Regions from separate parts of the Mus musculus genome. Here regions 2 and 3 are each linked to region 1. The links are chromatin contacts, called in public promoter capture Hi-C maps. All regions are on one chromosome and are shown on one strand. The core of a region is the stretch at or near the end of the contact, and the rest is flanking DNA. Distances in the headings are between cores, read along the strand shown. Region 1 holds the start of 1700091J24Rik (a long non-coding RNA gene). Region 2 holds the start of Gpatch3 (G patch domain containing 3). Region 3 holds the start of Map3k6 (mitogen-activated protein kinase kinase kinase 6).

Region 1 (3,350 bases), core at 662-3,161:
GCACAAAACAGCATGACCAAGAAGCAATTTGGGGAGGAAAGGGTTTATTCAGCTTACACTTCCACACTGCTGTTCACCAAAGGAAGTCAGGACAGGGTAGGAACTTGGAGGCAGGAGCTGATGCAGAGGCCATGGAGGGATGTCACTTACTGGCTTGCTTCCCCTGGCTTGCTCAGCGTGCTTTCTTATAGAGGACTCATAGAGAGGCCTTTCCTCAAGGGAACCTCCTTTCTCTGTGATAACTCCATCCTGTGTCAAGTTGATCCATAAAACCAGCCAGTACAGATATTATTTCTGCACGGTAGTGTATGCCCATAATCCCAGCACTTAGAAGGCTTAAGTTGGAAGATTGTTGTGAGATGGAGAGCAGCCTGAGCTATATAGTAAGTCCCAGGATAGCCTGGGCTGCAACAGGAAACTATCTTTAAAACAAGGAAAAAGTACAGCATCTTGAGTGTGGGGCACAGATCTGCAACATTTGTTAAGAACCTGGTCCTATTAGCTCTTTAAAGGGAATGATTGGAAAAGTTTATGAACTGAATAAGAAATGCACATCCCCCCCCCCCACCCCCATAGATTCAAATGTTTAAACGCTCGGTTCTCAGTTGGTGGTGCTGTTTGGGAAGGTTGTGGAACCTTTAGGAGGTGGGATTTACTGGAGGAAGTATGTCACTGGGGGCGGGGCTTTCAGCGCTTATCAGTTTACTCCACTTCCGGTCTCCTGTCGCGCTTGTGTCAGAAGCAGCTTCCTGCTCCTGTTGGCCCACCTGCTGCTTGCTGCCATGCCTCCCCTCCCGCCATGATGGACCCCCATCCCCATAGGACCGTAGGCCCAAATAAACGCTTTCTTCCATAAGTTGCCTTGGATCACGGTGTTTTATCACAGCAACGGAAAAGAAGCTAGTGCAGAAGACAGCTATGGAGTAAGCACGTGTCTCCAAAAAAGACGTTTAGAAACACGACTGTGAAATTAACTCAGGTAGAGAAAGGTGCGTAAGTCAGAAACATATGGTATAATGTATAATTATGAAACAAACACCTGTCCTGTGCGCACCACACAGCTCAAGGCAATGCAGATTGTTGGCAGCTCCATGTCCCTGTGCCACCATCACATGCCTCAGTTCCTCCTAAGGGAATCAGTAGTTCTTGTAGTCTTTACTGTAGCCTCTACCTACTGTCCCAGTTTCGTGGGTCTTCATAGAACATCCATGCTCTACCGTATAATTTAGATTTTTCTGGTTTCAAACTTGATGTAAATGTGCTAGCCTCCCATCAGTCTGTGTAGCTGGAAAGAAGAATTTACCTATTTTCGTTGCTGATTAATATTCCCTGGTGTAATTATAAAGCCAAGAGCTAAGGAGATGGCTCTGCCTTTGCCACACAAGACGGAAGACCTAAGCTCGATACCCAGAATCTACAAAAGTAAATATAAATAAATAAACAAATAAATAAGCAAGCAAGCAAACAGATGTGTCTGTGATTCCAGGACAGCTATTTTATTATTACCAGAGAAATTGCTAGAAGCTACCAGGACATTTAGCCTGGCGTAAACCATGCAGCAGAAACAAGATCAACCCTGGTCAGCACTGTGAGGGGTGGAGAAGAAACTTCCTAAAGTTGTTCTCTGACCTCGGCATTCACAAACAGGAAATCAGTTTGTTTGTTTTTCAATAAAACAACCCGCTGGGCAGTAGTGGTGCACTCCTTTAATCCCAGCACTTGGGAGGCAGAGGCAGGTGGATTTCTGAGTTCGAGGCCAACCTGGTGTACAGAGTGAGTTCCAGGACAGCCAGGGCTACACAGAGAAACCTTGTCTCGAAAAACCTAAATAAATAAATAAATAAATAAATAAATAAATAAATAAATAAATGAAATAAAGCAACCCATTGGGGATAAAGAGATGGCTCAAAGGTTAAGGGCTTGTTCTGTGTTCTGCTCTTACAGAGGACCCGAATTCAGTTCCCATCGGCTCACAACAGCCGATAACTGCAGCTCCTACAGCCTCTTCTGGACCTGGTGGGCACTTGCACTGGTGAGCACATACCCCCACACATATAGTTACAAATACAAGAAGATATTTTGTAATGAAATGCATCTGTGCACTTTACTAGTGATTGGCTTTGAAATTCTTTGTTTTTACATTTAAATTGTGTACATGAGAGAGAAGGTGAGGAAGTCAGTTGTCTTTCAGCCATGTGATTCCAGGGATGCAGCTCAGGTCCACCTGCTTGGTAGCAGGCTGCTTTTCCAAGGGGCCACCATCCCACATGCTTCTGACAGGCTTTAGAGTTGTTTCTAGTGCATGTCTATTCTTAAATTCCTTCTCTCTCTCTCTCTCTCTCTCTCTCTCTCTCTCTCTCTCTCTCTCTCTCTCTCTCTCTCTCTCTCTCTCTCCAAGACAGATCTCATTATGCTGTCCTGGAACTCACTCTGTAGACCAAGCTGGCCTTGAACTCACAGAGCTCCACCTGCCTCTGCATCCTGGGTGCTTGGATTCAAGGCATGTACCAGCAAGACCAGCTCTGAATGTTTTTGTATCTGCTCCCTGACACACAGTGCATGCATTGCCTAGGACATTTTTCTGGTTTGGTGTCCTGGGTCACAGTATATGAATGTCATACCACTTCACTAAAAAATGCCAACCTTTCCCCCAAATCAGCTGTGCTAAGACACACAGGCTTCTATGTAAATTTTTGGAAGGGTTGATACAAAAAGCAAGAGCAGTCAGGAGGGAGAGGGAGGAGGGTCTGTGGTTCAAGGCCAGTCTCCCACACATAGCAAGTTTGGTGGCAGTTTAGGACATTTGACACTCTGTCTCCTAAAGGAGGTGGGCGGCTAGCTGGCTAAGTATGTAAGCCACTTGCTGTTAACCGATCACTGTTTCTTGAGACATAGTCTTGCTATGTTACCCAGGCTGTACTAGAAATTCTGGGCTCAAATGGGTCTCCCTCCCCAGCTTCTCCTCCCGGGCAGGTACCACCCACAGTGCCCGGCTCCAGAGGAGACTCTGGGGGAAAAAATAAAATCAGTCTGGGTGTGGTGGCACATGCTTGCAATCCCAACCATGGGTAAGTGGAATGCAGGAAGACAGGAGGCCAAGGCCAGCCTAAGATCCTATCTGCACTGGCCACGGTGGCACCTTTAATCCTGGCACTCGGGAGGCAGAGGCGGGTGGATCTCTGTGAGTTCGAGGCCAGCCTGGTCTACTGAATGAGTTCCAGGACAGTCAGGGCTAAACACAGAAACTTTGTCTTGAAAAGCCAAAAAAACAAAAACAAAACCCCTAAAACCCCAAACAATTTCAGTTCATTGGAACTCTTTTTTTTTTTTGTTGTTGTTGTTTGTTTGGT
Region 2 (3,257 bases), core at 580-3,079, 140 kb before region 1:
TGCACCTATGGAGGCCAGGATATAGCTTGCTGGAGTTGCTTTTCTCCTCCCACTATGTGGGTCCTGAGATCCAAGTCAGGTCTTCAGAGCGGGTAGCAAGATAAGCAATCTTTCTTGGTAGCAAAGGATTGTTTTGAGAAGTCCATAAGAAAATGATGGGCTGATCAAATATGGTGGCATACACTTATAATCCCAGCATGGGAGGCACAGGCAGGAGCCCAAGGTTACTTCTTTTGTTTATTTATTTTTGAGGCAGACCCTGTCTGGTCTGAAACTAGACATGTAAACCAGGCTGGCCTTGAATATAGAAATTTGATTGCTTTTCCTGGGATTAAAGGGGTTCACTACCACACCTGGCTCAAGGTCATTGGAACTTTCATAGAGTTTGAGGCCAGCATAGATTACATGAGAGAGACACACACATAGAGAGGCAGCTCATGCTGTATGTCTTGATAAGACATTGCTCCTAAAGATTCTGCTTAAACCATAGCCGGCATATGCACTCGAGTGTGTGTGCACACGCGCACACGCACACACGCACACACACACACCTCTTTCTATGAAACTGTTTAACTTTGAGCTGATACCAGTTTTTCATTTTTGTTTTGTATGTTATTTTTTTAACTTTTGAGACAGGGTCAGAGCTAGATAGTCTTGGCTGTCCTGGAACTCACTTTGTAGACCAAGCCAGGCTAGAACTACAGAGATCCATCTGCCTCTACTTCCCAGGCACTAGAACTAAAGGCATATATACCACCACTATTGCTAATGACTCTTTAGGATGAACTGTTTCAAAATAATTTATTTAAACCTCTCCATCTGGCATTTTAAAACACCTGGCTTCCTTTTCCCCAATGGACACACTTGTGCCCAGCCCCTCTCTGCTGCCCCCAGCTCTTTCCTCTGCAGAGCCTGTCTTCCAGTCGCTAGGTTAGATTAGAAGAAACCAAGTTTCCTTTGTGCATTTCAAGATATGGTTCCTCTGTGTAGCACTGGCTGTCCTGGAATTCGCTCGCTCAGAGATCCTCCTGCCTCTGCCGCCTGAGAGCTGGGATCAAAGGCGTGCCTTAGCGCACCGGGCTCCAAATATCCTTTTTAAGAAATCATGTCAGTACAAAAATCACCACCCTTAGGGAAATGGTCCTTAAGAGGGGATACATTTGAAACTTATCTATACAGATCTCAGTTGTTTTGTCTGTTTTGCCTTGTAAGTCCTTGAGTAAAAACATGCAGATTGGGCTGAAAACTTGTAGCTTTGTCCAGAACTAACTTAAGCTCTAAACAGTGATAACCTATCTTAACCACCCAGGCAATGCGCCTCTTTTCCAAGGGCCGTGCGTCCGGTCCATTCTCTCCCCCTTACCTGAAACCTCGGTGGGAAGCCTAAGCCTGCGGATGAGACAGCGACCGGGAAGCCAGGTCCCCTGAGAGTCCAGCCACCGGCGACCGGAGTACATGCGAAGCAGCCGCTGGGCTTGCGCCGCTCCCCTCACCGAGACGACGCAGCAGCAGGTGCGGGTCTGGGCTGCCGCAGAGCCCCGGGCGCGGACAGCGCGGGCATCGGAGGCCGGAGCCTGGGCGAGAACCGGATCCTCAGCGGCGGGGTCCGGGCCAGCCCGGGCCGCCTCGGGACTCGCCTGCGGAGGGCCCCTCTCGGGCCGGTGCCGGTAGTGGAAGCACAGGAAGCCTCCGCCGCGCTGTTCCCGGAACTGGCTAAAGTAGCTCCGTAACTGAGCCGAGCGTAACACGGCAGGGATCCCGCTCACCACCAGGTAAACCGGCGACTCTTCGTCCAGCTCCCTGGGCGACGCCATCTTGGCCTGTCACATGATTGCTTGGCGTCCACTCTCGCGAGAGCACCACGTCTCGGATGCTGGAGTTTGGTCAATGTGGCATCGGTGACCGTTTGGTACTTGAAGTTTCGTTTTAATTGCTCTTGGGCCGAATCTGTGTTTCCAGCTCCACAGAAGATGGAAAACTCGTGCGATGGGCTGGGCTGTAGCTCAGTGATAGCTGGTCCAGCGTGTGAGAGGCTCTAAGGAGGAACCAGTGTAGAGCACCGGGATGCTGAGCGGGAGGTGGCGGAGGTCTGATGCAAAACTGGACTCTACAGTACCAACCCAGCCGGGCGTGGTGCCTCACGCCTTTAAACCCGGCACTTGAGAGTTAGAGGCAAGCAGGTGTGCGTGAGTTCAAGACCAGCCTGGTCAACATAGTGACTGAGACGGGGCTATGTCGAGAGAGCCTTTCTCAGGGCGCGGGACGGGGGAGATGAAGAGATGCCCCGGCAATTAAGAGCTTTCGCTGCTCTTACAGAATACTTGGATTGGATTCCCAGCACCCACGTACGAGGGAACTCTCCCATACGTAACTCGTTTCATGAGATTGGACACCCTCTTCTGACCTCTAGAGGCACATACGTGTTGCACATACATACATGCAGGCAAAATTCTCATGCACATAAAATTATCTGTAACAAACCGGGCGGTGGTGGCTCACGCCTTTAATCCCAGCACTCAGGAGACAGAGGCAGGCGGATTTCTGAGTTCGAGGCCAGCCTGGTCTACAGAGTGAGTTCCAGGACAGCCAGGGCTACACAGAGAAGTCTCGAGGGAAAAAAAAATTTTTTTTGGTTTGGTTTGGTTTTTTTGTTTGTTTGTTTTAGATTTATTTATTTATTATATGTAAGTACACTGTAGCTGTCTTCAGACACACCAGAAGAGGGCATCAGATCTCATTACGGATGGTTGCAAAGCAGTTGTTGGGATTTGAACTCCCGACCTTCAGAAGAGCAGTTGGTACTCTTAACCGCTGAGCCATCTCTCCAGCCCTCAAAAAGATTTTTTTTTAAATGTACAAATACATGCATAGACATCGAAAACTATTCCCAGAGATCATAGGCGAAAACCATATTGCCAGCTTCGGACGACCTCCGTACAAGGCGTTGAGTCCCTCACAAACAAACAGTATAGCTCTTGTGATTGTGTGCAGTGTTCAGGAAGGCCAGAGGAGGGCGTTGGAGCCTCTGGATCCATTTTTTTTTTATAAAGATTTATTTATTTACTATATGTAAGTACACTGTAGCTGTCTTCAGACACTCCAGAAGAGGGCATCAGATCTCATTACGGGTGGTTGTGAGCCACCATGTGGTTGCTGGGATTTGAACTTTGGACCTTCGGAAGAGCAGTCGGGTGCTCTTACCCACTGAGCCATCTCACCAGCCCTGGATCCATTTTTAAATTCATAGCGAGTGCAAC
Region 3 (3,563 bases), core at 706-3,205, 190 kb after region 1:
TGGCAAAGGAGCCTGGAGATGCATGCCACGTCAAGTGCCTTGCCTGCACCTCATGCCAAAGTCGGTGCTGCTCTCGAGAGCTTCCCGGGGTTTTCACAGTACTCTTATTGGTGGTGTTACAGGAGATGCCCAGGGACCTTCATCCCACTGAGCACTTCCAGGTTATGTAGGAGACAGGAACTTTGCAAAAAGAAGTCCCATTCTCTCTCTCTTTCTCTGTCTCTCTCTCTCTCCTCTCTCTCTTGTTTTATTTATATGTATGTGTGTGTTGGTGTGAGTGTATGATAGAAAGCGGCATCAGGATCCTCTGGAGATAAAGTTACAGGTGGTTGTGAGCATGCACACCCCGTGTGCATGCTGGGAACCTCGGGTCCTCGGGAAGAGCAGCAAGTGCTCTTAACCTCAGCGCCATCTCTCCAGTCTTGAAGCCAGGGTCCTGAGGGTGATCTGCATCATCGTGTGTGAAGACAACGTCGTGCTTTTATGTGTGTTTGTGTAGCTTACTGTATCCAGCCATCTTTAAGTGACAATGTCCGCAAGGGAGGGACTGTATGAGTCAACGCAGATGATTCCACTTTATCTGTGGTCTGACCGGGTCAGCCTTCATTTTTAAGCTACAATTTAGCAGATGTCCAGGATACAAGGCTCTCTGACTCGGAGATAAACAAATAGGGATGAGGTGGAGCATCCGGTAGGTGGGAAAGAGAGGAATAGCTATCTTCCGACCTCACCCTTGGACTCCCTGTATCTCCTCTAGACCCACCCCTGCCCCACCCATTTTCTTTCGACTCCTAGTCTCCAAATACAATCCCTTTCTCCTATAATCCAGTCCCGAAGAGTTGCCTCAGTACTTCCTTTCCCGCCCCTTTAGTCCCATGTGGGATGTAGTATGCTAGGACTTATCAACCCCAATCCTGCAGAGATGGCCCCTTGCCATAGACCGAACTTCCGTCTCAGGCCTGATTCACCCTCAAAAGTCCAACGTGAGATCATCCTGAAAAAGAGTTCTCCCGCTTACGCAGGGAAGCGCAGCTCTGCCCCTCCCTCAGCCCCGCCCCTCCCCAGCCCCGCCCTTAGAGTTCGCCTGCTCCGCCCCACCTGCTTGGCACCACGCTCACCGAAAGATACTTAAACTCCGGAGCCAGGCCTGAATCCCCAGATCCAGCCTCAAGCCCATCACATCCATAATCCACTAAATGCCCTGTCGTTACTGCCTTGTCTCAAGTTCGGCTTTAGTTTACCGTAAATTCCCTAGACCTGGTACCCACACCCGCCCCGTCAGGGTTCTAAAGCTCCGCCCCTTGCCCCGCCCAGACTCAAGCCCCGCCCCGAGACGCTCACCCGCGTTGTAGAAGGAGTCCAGCGCAGCGGTGTCGCCTAGCGCCAGCGTCGCAAAGGGTAGGCTGCGTAGCTGCGGGGGTGGCCGTGTGCCCTGGAGCTGAGCGCAGGCCTCGCGCAGGCATCGCAACGGCAGCGGCTCTGCCTCGGTTCCCGACCCGGGCTCCACCCCGAGCCCCGGCTCCCGGGTCAGCACGTAGACCACACTGAGAGGCCGGCTCCGCGCGCAGCCCCGACCCGTGACCGCAGGAGACGAGCGGCCCCGGCTCAGCGCCTCCGCCAGCGGGTCCTGCCAGCAGCTGCCCGCCCGTTCTAGAACCCCGGCCCCAGGACATGGCCCCGCCATGCGGGGGCGCTCAAGCGCGGGGCCCCGGGCGCGGGGAACCCGGGACAGGGCACGAGGCTGAAGGTGTGGATCCAGTCGGGATCCGGAGATGGGCTGGACGTCCTGTTCCGGAACTCTTAAGTCCAGAAAGACTTCTTTGCTCAATCTTTCACGGTCCTTACAGATCTGCAATCCAGGACTGGGTTCTGGGAATCTGGGGTACCCAGTAATCCTCGGCTCACAGGTCACAGAAGAGTCCTGGGAAGTCAACCGGCAGCGTGCTACACCCAGACTTCTCAAGGGAGCGCTGGCAGTCACTCTGTCCTGCCCTCACATGTAGGCTGGGCCCAGCCCTTTCCCGACTGGGAAAGGCTCCACCCTCGGCCCTGGGGCAATGAGGCTCCCCAGCGGCTCTCCCTCCCTCCTCTCCGGCTAGAACCTCTGACACTGTCCACTTCCGGAACAGCCTGTGCCCCTATTCGGGCCAAACACTGTTGACTGCTTACTGCAAGCGCTCGTAAGACGTGTGCCCAGCCCAGGGATAGGAAACAGGACAGCCCCGCCCTGCAGGGACCTGGTAAATGAATGGACACTGGGCGGGGGAAGGACGGGGGAGCAAAACATTGTGTAGGCGGCACATGTAATGTTCCTGCTGGTAGGGGTCAGAATGTTGACAAGCGCTTTCCTCAGAGCCTCTCTTGCAGTGAAACCTTGTGGACCTTATTGGTCCACCCGAAACTTGACCATGGAGCTGAAAAGCACTTCTACGGTAAACTTCCTATCTACCCTTTGAAGGAACTCCAGAAGTCTCCGCTTTTTGGGTTACAAGGTTATCCCGGCTTCAAATTCACCAAGAAGCTTTAACATCATAGTATGAATCTAAGTTGCTATAAACCTTAGAGGGCCCTGAACTTAGAAATGAGACTTTGAGACTCTGAGGTTAGGGCCATGTTTCATAATCGTTTATTATGGTAGGGCTTGGGCATGAGAGACAGCACAGCTGTAAAGACCACTTGCTGCTCTTTCAGAGGGCCCTGGTTTGGTTCCCAGCACCCACATGGTGGCTCACCATCATCTGTAACTGTAGGCCCAGGGGAGTCCTGGCACTCTCCTGACCTGCATAGGCGCCCAGCACATACATGGTGCACATATATAATTACAGGCAAAAGATGCACATGAAATAAAACTAAAACTTTATAAAAATAATATGTTGGGGCTTTGGACAAATGGACCTTTCAACAAACGGTAGGAAGCCTCTGTTTCACAGCCTTCTTGTCTCATGGAAGGAAAAAAATATATCTTCCTAGGTTTGAACCAATGGGATAGACGAGCAATAGAAAGGGAGAATGTGGCCCATTACAGAGGTTTGGGTAGAAAACACACTTACAAGAAACAAATGGGAACCAAGTGGTGGTGGCACATGTCTTTAAGCCCAGCACTCAGGAGGCAGAGGCAGGTGAATCTCTGAGTTCAAGGCCAACCTGGTCTACAGAGTTTCCAGGACAGCCAGGGCTGCTGAGTGAAACCCTGTCTCATAAAATCAACCAACCAACCAAACAGCAAACAAAGAGTGAGAGAAAGCTGTCCTCAGATGCATCCACTTTGGGCTTGGGGGCCCAGGAGGATTGCGAGTGGGTGGTTGAATCTCTCACCTCACTGCCCCCTAGCATTTCTTGCATCCTTCTAGGATCTGAAGCCCGGAGAAGTCCTACCCATTCGTCTTCCTGATTAGAAGTTCTTCCTTGAATGGAACTGAAGCTTGTGTCCCTGCCCTGTTTTCTATAGGTTTTCTCCTGAGTAAGAAAAGATTTGTAAAGTGTTACAAAGTGGCCCTGCAAGCAGAGGCAGTTGGCAGTGAGGTGGCCAAGGGATGGAAGCTGTAAGGAGTGACGATACCGAC

What was found. Promoter capture Hi-C pulls out the DNA fragments that hold promoters and counts their contacts.
Region 2: a contact with region 1 is called in a promoter capture Hi-C map of stem cell-derived epiblast-like cells, with 4 times the contacts expected there. The contact joins the promoter of Gpatch3 here to the promoter of 1700091J24Rik in region 1. A contact is called at or near these places in 6 of 39 promoter capture datasets (3T3-L1-derived adipocytes, HPC-7-derived erythroid cells, embryonic stem cells and 2 more), 4 of 484 Hi-C or Micro-C datasets (embryonic stem cells, nephron progenitors and pro-B cells), 3 of 115 datasets of contacts at active chromatin or transcription factors (acute myeloid leukemia and embryonic stem cells) and 1 of 9 other capture datasets (adipose tissue).
Region 3: a contact with region 1 is called in a promoter capture Hi-C map of neutrophils, with 3 times the contacts expected there. The contact joins the promoter of Map3k6 here to the promoter of 1700091J24Rik in region 1. A contact is called at or near these places in 6 of 39 promoter capture datasets (embryonic stem cells, liver, neutrophils and 2 more), 5 of 484 Hi-C or Micro-C datasets (cerebral cortex, colorectal tumor organoids, embryonic fibroblasts and 2 more), 7 of 115 datasets of contacts at active chromatin or transcription factors (bone marrow-derived macrophages, embryonic stem cells, extraembryonic endoderm stem cells and 2 more) and 1 of 9 other capture datasets (embryonic stem cells).

The regions. Positions count from the first base shown.
Region 1 is chr4:133,433,456-133,436,805 of GRCm38.p6, reverse strand. It overlaps 1700091J24Rik (a long non-coding RNA gene), which reads left to right and starts at 1,911. Exons shown (of 2, transcript XR_881474.2): 1 at 1,911-2,032.
Region 2 is chr4:133,573,317-133,576,573 of GRCm38.p6, reverse strand. Gpatch3 (G patch domain containing 3) reads right to left here and starts at 1,829. Exons shown (of 7, transcript NM_172876.2): 1 at 1,364-1,829. The coding sequence starts at 1,814.
Region 3 is chr4:133,239,210-133,242,772 of GRCm38.p6, reverse strand. It overlaps Map3k6 (mitogen-activated protein kinase kinase kinase 6), which reads right to left and starts at 1,955. Exons shown (of 29, transcript NM_016693.5): 1 at 1,342-1,955. The coding sequence starts at 1,684. It also overlaps the pseudogene Fcnc-ps.